Regions from separate parts of the Muntiacus reevesi genome. Here region 1 is linked to region 2. Evidence: chromatin contacts called from public Hi-C data. All regions are on one chromosome and are shown on one strand. Each heading gives the region's core, a stretch centred on a gene start, on an enhancer-like site or on the middle of the called end of the contact. The rest is flanking DNA. Distances are from core to core; before and after follow the strand shown. Region 1 holds the start of GTF2I (general transcription factor IIi). Region 2 holds the start of LOC136160739 (general transcription factor II-I repeat domain-containing protein 2).

Region 1 (4,237 bases), core at 1,599-4,098, 160 kb after region 2:
AGCTGGTCACCAGTAATAACATAAAAGGTGAAGTGTTTGGTACTTTTTCAGTGTTCTGATTTACTTGAGCAGAGACTTTGTCTTTTATATTTTATGTTTTGGAACACACCATTGATCTAAGGATCATCCAAATAAAATGACAGAACATTACTAGAAACTAATCCCACTCCCCTTATCTAATTTAAAATTACTTACTTTCCCAAAACAGAAATCTACTATACTAAAAATTAAAATCATTATCACCAAGACTTGTGCCCCAAGACAATGAAAGCCAAAGCCTATGCTTCAATGACAAAGTCTTTGTAGTCACTTTCTTAAAAGTTAGTCAAATCACTGGTGCATGGAACTGGGGGTGGGGGGGAGGAGTTGGGGAGTTCCAGCTGCTCTGCCTGCCAAGATAAACAAAAATTCTTAACTCCCTGTTTGCCAAGTAATCTATAGTAAGCAGTCTGAATTACTTTGATTCTTTAAGATCACGTTTCAATGTAAGGAAAAACATGCACCTAGAATAAACTTCCCTCACAACTTAATTTCATACCAGAGTGAATAGTTTAGTTCTCACAGTGTTCCTCTTCAGAGCAGCAGCCGCAGCATCAACTGCAAACTAGACAGAAATGCAAATTCTCCAGCCCATCCCAGACCTGCAGCATCAGAACGTCTGGGGTGGGGCCCAGCAACTGTGTTTTAACAAGCTCCGCAGGGAATGCTTAGGTTCTGAGAACCGATAGCCTAAGGTCTAAGAGTCATAAAGGTTCAAGGTTTACTGGCTTGGTGACCAACAGGTAACCACCCAGCTTCTCTAGACTTGTTTCTCTTCTAAACAGTGGAATTAGAGGGTTGTTATGGATATTAAATAAGAAAACCACGTTAAGTTTCTAAGAGCAATGCCTGACATATAAAGACATTATTCAAGCACTAGCTGTCGCTACTGATATGAGCTTTGACGGCTGTAGACCGGAAGGGGGATAAAGACAAAGACAGAAAAGGCTTAATCCCTACCTCTCCGGGAGCACGTGTACACAAAGCAGAACCAACCAAACTCCAAGAGGAAATAGAGAGGCAAACGAGCTGACCGTAAGAAGCAGCAACAAATTCTGACCCAACATTATAAGAGAAGGCTTTAAAGAAGTGACTGCATATGAGCAGTAAGAGTTCCACGGCCTCAAGGGAAGAAAAAGTCATTCCAGCCTACAGGTGTGAGCCAGGATCACAAGAAGCAGGCGAAAAACGAAACGTGCACGGTAGCAGATTGCAGTGGCTGGAAAACGGACCAGGGCAAAATATGCTGCAGGACATAAAATCGGTCACCTCAAATCCTGGGGCTTAGCTGGGGGTGGGGGGAGGGATTGGAGGCGTGGGTAAGACCCGGCCTCCGCCCGGCACTCTAACGCACACGCTCGTCTGCAAACTAAGTTCCCCTTTTGTTTTCTGAGTACCCAGAGACCACTTTTACGCACAGCAGCCCATCAAGCCATTGTCTGCAGCAAAGTTGAACGCAAAAAGCTGAGATGCGTGCCTGGAGCCCCGGATTCCGAGGAGTGGGCGCTACTCCAACTAGACCCGATGTCGGAACATTCTCAGACACCAACGAGCGTAAAACCATGAACACTTTTATTTTAAAAAATCGCTTTATTAAAAGGCAAAACTTGGATAAGCACGAAGTCGGGAGGAACGAGGGCAGGGGTTTTGCTTTTTGGGGTTCGTCTTCTTCTCTGAACCCCCTCTGGATACTAGCCGAATCCCGATGGCTTATTTTCCCAAGCTTGCAGACTGAGGTTTTCCTTCCGGTCATTGTATTTATTTCCCCCAAAGAGCAAGGCCCCGCGGGGGCAGGCGCGCCGGCCCGGGCCCGGGACAAAGCCCACTCCCGGGCTCCACCTGGGCGCGGGCAGGGGCGGGGAGGGGCGGCGCTCCGCGGCCCGCCCGCCGGCCAGCCGCAGTTACCAAGCAGCGCGGCACCGCCCACCCCCGCCGCCCGCCGGCCAATCCGGCGCGTCTGCTGCCCGGGCGCACGAGCCCCGGAGACACCAGTCCGAGCGCGACCCCACGGCTGGGGCCTGGCACCGAGCGCGCACCCGCACCGCCCGAGCCGGCCAATCAGCGGGCCGGGCATGCGCAGCCCGCAGGCTCGCTCGCTCGCTCGCGCGCGGGGCCCTCACGCGTGAGGCGCCCCCCCCACACACACGCCGCGCCGGTGCGCGCGCCCTTCCCCCACGCACCCAGGCGCGCGCGTCAACTGTCGTCCCCCGCGACCGCGTCTGCTCCTGCCCCACCCCCAACGCCGGCGGCCCGGGGCTGGTGGGGGGGCGGGTTGGGGGCCCCCCCAACACGGCCACCGACAGTCCCCAGACTCCCCCAGCTGCCCGTGCAGGGCCCCCCCGGAGGGAGGGGGCGAGTCTCAAAATAAAAGCCCTGCTCGAGATGGCAACCGGGGCGGGGGTGGGTGGGGGGTAGCGGGGATGAGGAGACGGGGACTCACCCGAGTGCAGCCGCCTCCAGGCAGCGCCGGGGCTGGGGGGGCGCCGAAGGGAAGCGAATGTGGGCCGCGCGCGCGCGAGCTGTGGCCGCGGCGGAGCAGCCTGGGGTTGAGATGGGCCGGCGAGCGGGCAGGAGGTGAGAGGGCGAGGGGGCCCGAGCGTCTCGGCCGAGCTCCTGTCACCGCCGCATGGCCGCCCTTGGCACGGCCTCGCTCAGCGCCTAGATCCTCTCACAGGGGAACCGAGGGATAGGCCGGGGTAACCGCTGCAGGCGGGCGGCCACGGTTAGAGAGCGCGTGCGGGGAAGCGGGGGGGCGATCGGTGGCCCCTTTTCTCTGCTCTCCGAGCTTCTCTCTCTCACCCTCCTCCTCCTCCTCTTTTTTTTTTTTTTTTTTTTTGTTCCTAGAAGGCGCGCTGCGCGTGCGCACCCGCAGCGCCGCCCAGCGGGAGTTGTAGTCTCTGATGCGTCCCCACCAATGCGACGGCGGGGGACACTGGACTACGACTCCCAGGAAGCCTCGTGCCGACCAGCCCGGAGCCCGAGGACGCGGCGAGCTCGGCGCCCGGCCCTCTCGGGCAAGGACTGTCAATGGAGGCGCGGGTGGTGGGAGCGAGGAACATGGCTGCACCTGGGGCCTGCGCGGCTGCCCGAGTGGGGGAGGGGAGCGGGGACACAGGGATGAAAATCCAGGCCGAGTCGGTACCCTTGCCAGGCTTCAGCCGGCCGCGGCCACGGTCCCATGGCTCGCGCTCACTCTTGCATCCGAGATTCCCTGCAAATTGAGAGGCTGGAATACTGCAAAAGCCGGGGAGCCCCAGGCCGGCCTGCCGCCTTCCCTGCTCCGCCAAGGGACTTCCTCCGCCCTGCACCACCCTCCGGGACACAAAGAACTCCTGTTAGTTTCTAAAGCTTGCCTCGAGAGACTCTTGCCGCAACTTCGGACTGGGCGAGGGAAGGGCACCATTCTGTTTTTATTTACCCCTCCACCTCCAGGCTTTGCTCACTTTTCACTCGACCTGTAGAAGGAAACTTAAGACGGAAAAGCCATGGAGGGCGAACAGAAAACGTGATTTGCAGCCCGTTTTGTTCTGTCAACCCTAAGCAATTTTCTCAAACCCCACCCCCCCGGTTGTTTTTTTTTTTTTTTTTTTTTTTTTGCTTCTCAACTTTCATTAGCTCGCGAATTTCGAAAATGGTGAGATATTACTATTCATCCCAAGTTAGAAGTTTAAAAAAGAGGCCAGAGATTTTAGATGTTTATGTAAAAACACAAAATCGAGTGATTATGTGATGTTCCTCCCTGCCGGAGATTCTGGCCACGCCGGCCATCCTCCCCCCTCCCCCTCCTCCTCGGTAGGTGGCGACCACGGCGCTTTTTCCAGCCTTTGTCGCTCGCAAGAAAACTTTCCGAGCAGCTAGTCTTTTGATGTAGGGCCAAGACCTTTCCTTTGAATTTGGGTTCACAGATTAGCCTTCCCCATCTTCTTCCGTAGACCGCACCCATAAAGCCTCATCTAGAATGTACATGTTGGATTTCTTTTAAAATAGATGGAGAATTTAAAAGGTCCCTGCGAAGCAATCTGATTCCAGAAGACGTCTACATTTTCCCGATTTCCCCTGCAATCTTTTACTGTCATTTTGTCCTCGATTAATTCGATTAGGACTCTCCTTTGTCAAGTTTCTGCACTGCATTTAGTTTTTCATAAGAACAGTTTTCTTTTTACACTCATACTTCATTAACATTTTGGAATATTTAAGC
Region 2 (4,622 bases), core at 897-3,396:
CTCTCAAAGGAGATCCAACCAGTCCATCCTAAAGGAGATCAGTCCGGGGTGTTCATTGGAAGGACTGATGTTGAAGCTGAAACTCCAATACTTTGGCCACTTGATGCAAAGGGCTGACTCACTTGAAAAGACCCTGATGCTGGGAAAGATTGAAGGCAGGAGGAGAAGGGGACGACAGAGGATGAGATGGTTGGATGGCATCACCGACTCAGTGGACATGGGTTTGGGTGGACTCCAGGAGTTCGTGATGGACAGGAAGGCCTGGCGTGCTGCGGTTCGTGGGGTCACAAAGAGTCGGACACAACTGAGTGACTGAACTGAACAGCTACTAATATGAGGTTTATGAATTATACAAGGAAATTATTTAAATAATGAGATAAATATTAAATAAACAATAATTTAAAAACAAACATCTTATTTATTTTAGCCAAATTTCCATTTATTTTCTACATATTGTTATTGCTGAGTCACTAAGTCATGCCTGACTATTTTACCATCCCATGGACTGTAGCCTGCCAGGCACCTCTATCCATGGAATTCTCCAAGCAAGAGTACTGGAGCAGGTTGCCATTTCCTTCTCCAGGGGATCTTCCCAATCCAGGGACTGAACCCACATCTCCTGCATTGCAGGCAGATTATCGCTGAGCCACCAGGGAAGCCTGAAGCTCTTGATATACAGGTTAAGTTTTAAATCCATCATTATTATTCACTAGCTCCAGATTTGGGATTTCACCTGCTCACTACAACTCACAGGTAAATTTAAAAGCATTACTCACCCTACTTTCCCCAATCATTTCCAGACAGAGTAGAGTGGCAAAAAAAAAGTTTTTTTTGCCTGCCACACACGTTCCAGGCTGAGGTAGAATAGGGTGGTACCAGCTCTTACACCATAAACGTGTCCTTCTTCTGGTCTATTTAATGCCACACTTTCCACATTTTGGGGGGTTGGGGTTTTTTTTGTTTTTGATGATTTTGCTATTTAAAATGGTCCTCAGACTGTAAGCACTGAACACTGCAACATTAGATAGAAAACACTTTGTGTTAGCCAAGTTTCCTTCACACATGAGTTACAGCACTGTTGGCCACTGAGTTCAACTAACAAATCTACAAAACACATTAAATACGGTGTCTTTAAACAGACACACATATAAAACAAAGGTACATTTAATCGTTCCACAAAAACGTGAAGAGGCTGGCAGAACCCTGTTTGCTAAGACTTTACAGGCCATGACTCTTCTGAATAACGAAGAATCAACTAAAACACCACGAGGATTTTCAAACATCACTTTTAAGAATATCATAAAGCAGGTACCATCTCAGCTAATCGCTCATTATCTTTACCTTGGAAGGGCAGTTTTTTAAAATAGCATCTCCTAGGAAGCATAACCTTGTTAGCAACTCACACACAAAAAAAACAGAGAATCTGGGACACTTGCCTTTCTGCAAAAGAAAATGCGTATTAGAACTCCGAGACAGTCAAGAAAAAGGAATGAGAACAGTGTCTTCAATTGTGTCTAAATAGTCCTTTAAAATAAGGCATGCTACGTAAATCTGAGCAATGGGTAAACCGTTTCTATTACCCTATTCTTTTGCAGTCCATGGTAAGAGTCGGACACGACTTAGCGACTAACAGCAGCAACTCTCCTCCTGGCATATTTAAAATATTTGGACTTTGATTAAACAGCACTAAAGTAATACTTGACTATTTGCTGGAGAACCAGCACCATCAGAAGGACAGCTCTCGACTCCTTAGTAATGTCACTGAGTCCCATCAAAAGGTCAGGACACAACTGTTACAGTATTACAACATAATTCAATGGCTTTAAGGCAAATTCACCGGTCGCTGGAGCTGTGACCTCACCGCTTAAAGCTACAAACTGCAATCATGCTAAAAAGTGTAAAATTAAATAAGAGCAAGAAGGACATCCACGTTTGGGGGCGGTGTCGGTGGGGGTGAGACCAGACACGTGCAGCCACTCATCAAAGGCAGGAGATGGAGATGGACAGGCACGTCTGGCCCTGAACAGCGCGGGGCTAAGGGACTTCCAACGAGCTCAACGTGCAGCTGAAGTGGATTCCACGGCACCGGAAACGACAACTCCCACTTGGGGCGCTGCGGACACACGAGTCCAGGCTGCCTTCCAGGAAGCCAAAAAAAAAAAAAAAAAAGGAAAAGAAAGAAAAGAAAAAGGAGGGATAGTGGAGAGCAGGGCTTCGGCCGTCGCCCACAACGCCGCGCCCTCGTCTCCAGACGGTCTTCGCAGGCCGCGCTCGGCCCCCAGGCACTCCCAGGTGGCCCAGCCCTCGGACCCGGCGGCCGGCCGGGCGCTGCCCGCCGGCGGGGACCTCAGGTGCGTATCCCGCCCCCGCCGCAGCCGCCATTAAGAGCGGGTGCTTTGCTTGGAACTTTCTCGTCCCGCAGACCTGGCGGAGGAGAAGCCTTAAGTGGCTGCCCGCCCAGGCTCGCGCTGCGAGCGCCGCCGCCTCAGGCGGCCCGGCGGGCCCCCCGAACCGGTTCCCGGCGGGCAGGGCCCAAGGAGTGGGGGTGGGGCGGGGAAGCCCCGGCGCGGGGCAACGGTCGCACGCACGGAACGCGCATCCCTCTCCCTTCTGATTGGCTGAGCGGTGGCGGTGGGGGCGGGTGCTTGCCGTCTCAGGACGCTAGGGCCCAGTGTGCCGCAGGTCACGCTCCGGCGGTCGTACGCGGGGATATTGCGCTGCGTGCGGAAGTGCGTGATTGGTTAGGTGGTGGGGCGGGTTAGCCGCTGTTGCCTGGTAACTGCGTCCGGCTCCCCGGCGGAGGCGTCCCGACCCCTAGCCAACTGTCGCGCGCGTTGACGAGTGCCGCGCGACGTGGGTTTTGTCGTGGGTGTGGCCAGTGGGGCGGCCACCCGCAGCCTGCTTGTGACCAGAAAACCAATCCCAGAGGCCGGAAGAGTCTCTCGTCCTGAACTCCACTCCGTCACGGTTATGATTTAGACGTTCAGTTCAGTCACTCAGTCGTGTCCGACTCTTTGCAACCCCATGAGCTGCAGCATGCCAGGCCTCCCTGCCCAACAGCAACTCCCGGAGCCCACCCAAACTCATGTCCATTGAGTCGGTGATGCCATCCAACCATCTCATCCTCTGTCGTCCCCTTCTCCTTCTGCCCTCAATCTTTCTCAGCATCAGGGTGTTTTCAGGTGAGTCAGCCCTTTGCATCAGGTGGCCAAAGTATTGGAGTTTCAGCTTCAACATCAGACCCTTCAATGAACACCCCGGACTGATCTCCTTTAGGATGGACTGGTTGGCTCTCCTCGAGGTCCAGCGGACTCTCAAGAGTCTTCTCCAACACCACAGTTCAAAAGCATCAATTCTTTGGCACTCAGCTTTCTTTATAGTCCAACTCTCACATCCATACATGACCACTGGAAAAAAACCATAGCGTTGACTAGACGGATCTCTGTTGGCAAAGTAACGCCTCTGCTTTTTCATATGCTGTCTAGGTTGGTCATTTTTCCTTCCAAGGAGTAAGTGTCTTTTAATTTCATAGCTGCAATCACCATCTGCAGTGATTTTTGGAGCCCAAAAAAATAGTCTCTCACTGTTTCTCACTGTTTCCACTATTTCCCGTATTTGCCATGAGGTGATGGGACCAGATGCCATGATCTTAGTTTTCTGAATGTTGAGGTTTAAGCCAACTTTTTCACTCTCCTCTTTCACTTCATCAAGAGGCTCTTTAGTTCCTCTTCACTTTCTGCCATAAGGGTGGTGTCATTAGACGTAAAGGAGAAAAAAGGCTTGGAGGGCTATATTCCCCATCCTTCAAACCCGAGCCTTGCTGTTTAATAGCTTTATTGACGCTCCATGAAATTTACCTTTAAAAGTGTGTAGTTAAGTGTGTGTGCGGTGCTAAATCGCTTCAGTCGTGTCCAACTCTTAACGACCCCATGGACTGTAGCCCGCCAGGCTCCTCTGTCCTTGGGATTTCCCAGGCAAAAATAATGGAGTGGGTTGTTGTCTCCAGGAGATCCGCCCGACCCAAGAATCGAACCCATGGCTCTTAGCCTCCTACGCAGGTTCTTTATCACTAGCACCACCTGGAAAGCCCCTATAGTTCAGTGATTTTTGTTTATTCAGAGTTGTGCAGCCATCACCACTAATTCCAGAACATTTTCATCACCCCAAAAGAAATGCCGTATCCACTAAGACAGTTGTACCCCTTTCCCACCCCAGCCATGGACACTGCTAATACGCATTTTGTTCCTATGTCTCTGACATTCCAAATAGTTTTTGTTCCAGATCATTCCTAAGCACAGAATCATCAAAGGATCTTTGAGATCTGGCGTCATTCATTCATTCATTCATTCTTATGGCTGACTAGTAATTCATTGTATGGGTATACCACATTTTCATTTTCTGTCAAATGATGAATTTTTTCCCCACTATTTGGCTATTATGAATATTGCAGTGAACATCCATGTTCACATTTTGTGTGTGTGTGTGTGTGGACATTTGTTTTCAACTCATGAGTATGTACCAAGGAGTGGAATTGCTGGGCCAAAAATGTCACCATTTAGTTTCCTGCTGGTAATTTGAAGTAAACAGATATGTAGATATAAAATTGAGAATTGGGAAACTGT

The links. A called contact is a pair of places that touch in the nucleus more often than the background predicts.
Region 1: a Hi-C map of muscle shows a contact between it and region 2, with 9 times the contacts expected there. The contact joins the promoter of GTF2I here to the promoter of LOC136160739 in region 2. A contact is called at or near these places in 2 of 3 Hi-C or Micro-C datasets (blood and muscle).

Annotation. Positions count from the first base shown.
Region 1 is chr2:210,988,191-210,992,427 of mMunRee1.1, forward strand. GTF2I (general transcription factor IIi) reads right to left here and starts at 2,849. Exons shown (of 33, transcript XM_065924803.1): 1 at 2,480-2,849.
Region 2 is chr2:210,830,350-210,834,971 of mMunRee1.1, forward strand. LOC136160739 (general transcription factor II-I repeat domain-containing protein 2) reads left to right here and starts at 2,147. Exons shown (of 15, transcript XM_065924785.1): 1 at 2,147-2,351. It overlaps RCC1L (RCC1 like), which reads right to left and starts at 1,472. Exons shown (of 15, transcript XM_065924791.1): 1 at 1,342-1,472; 2 at 777-1,012.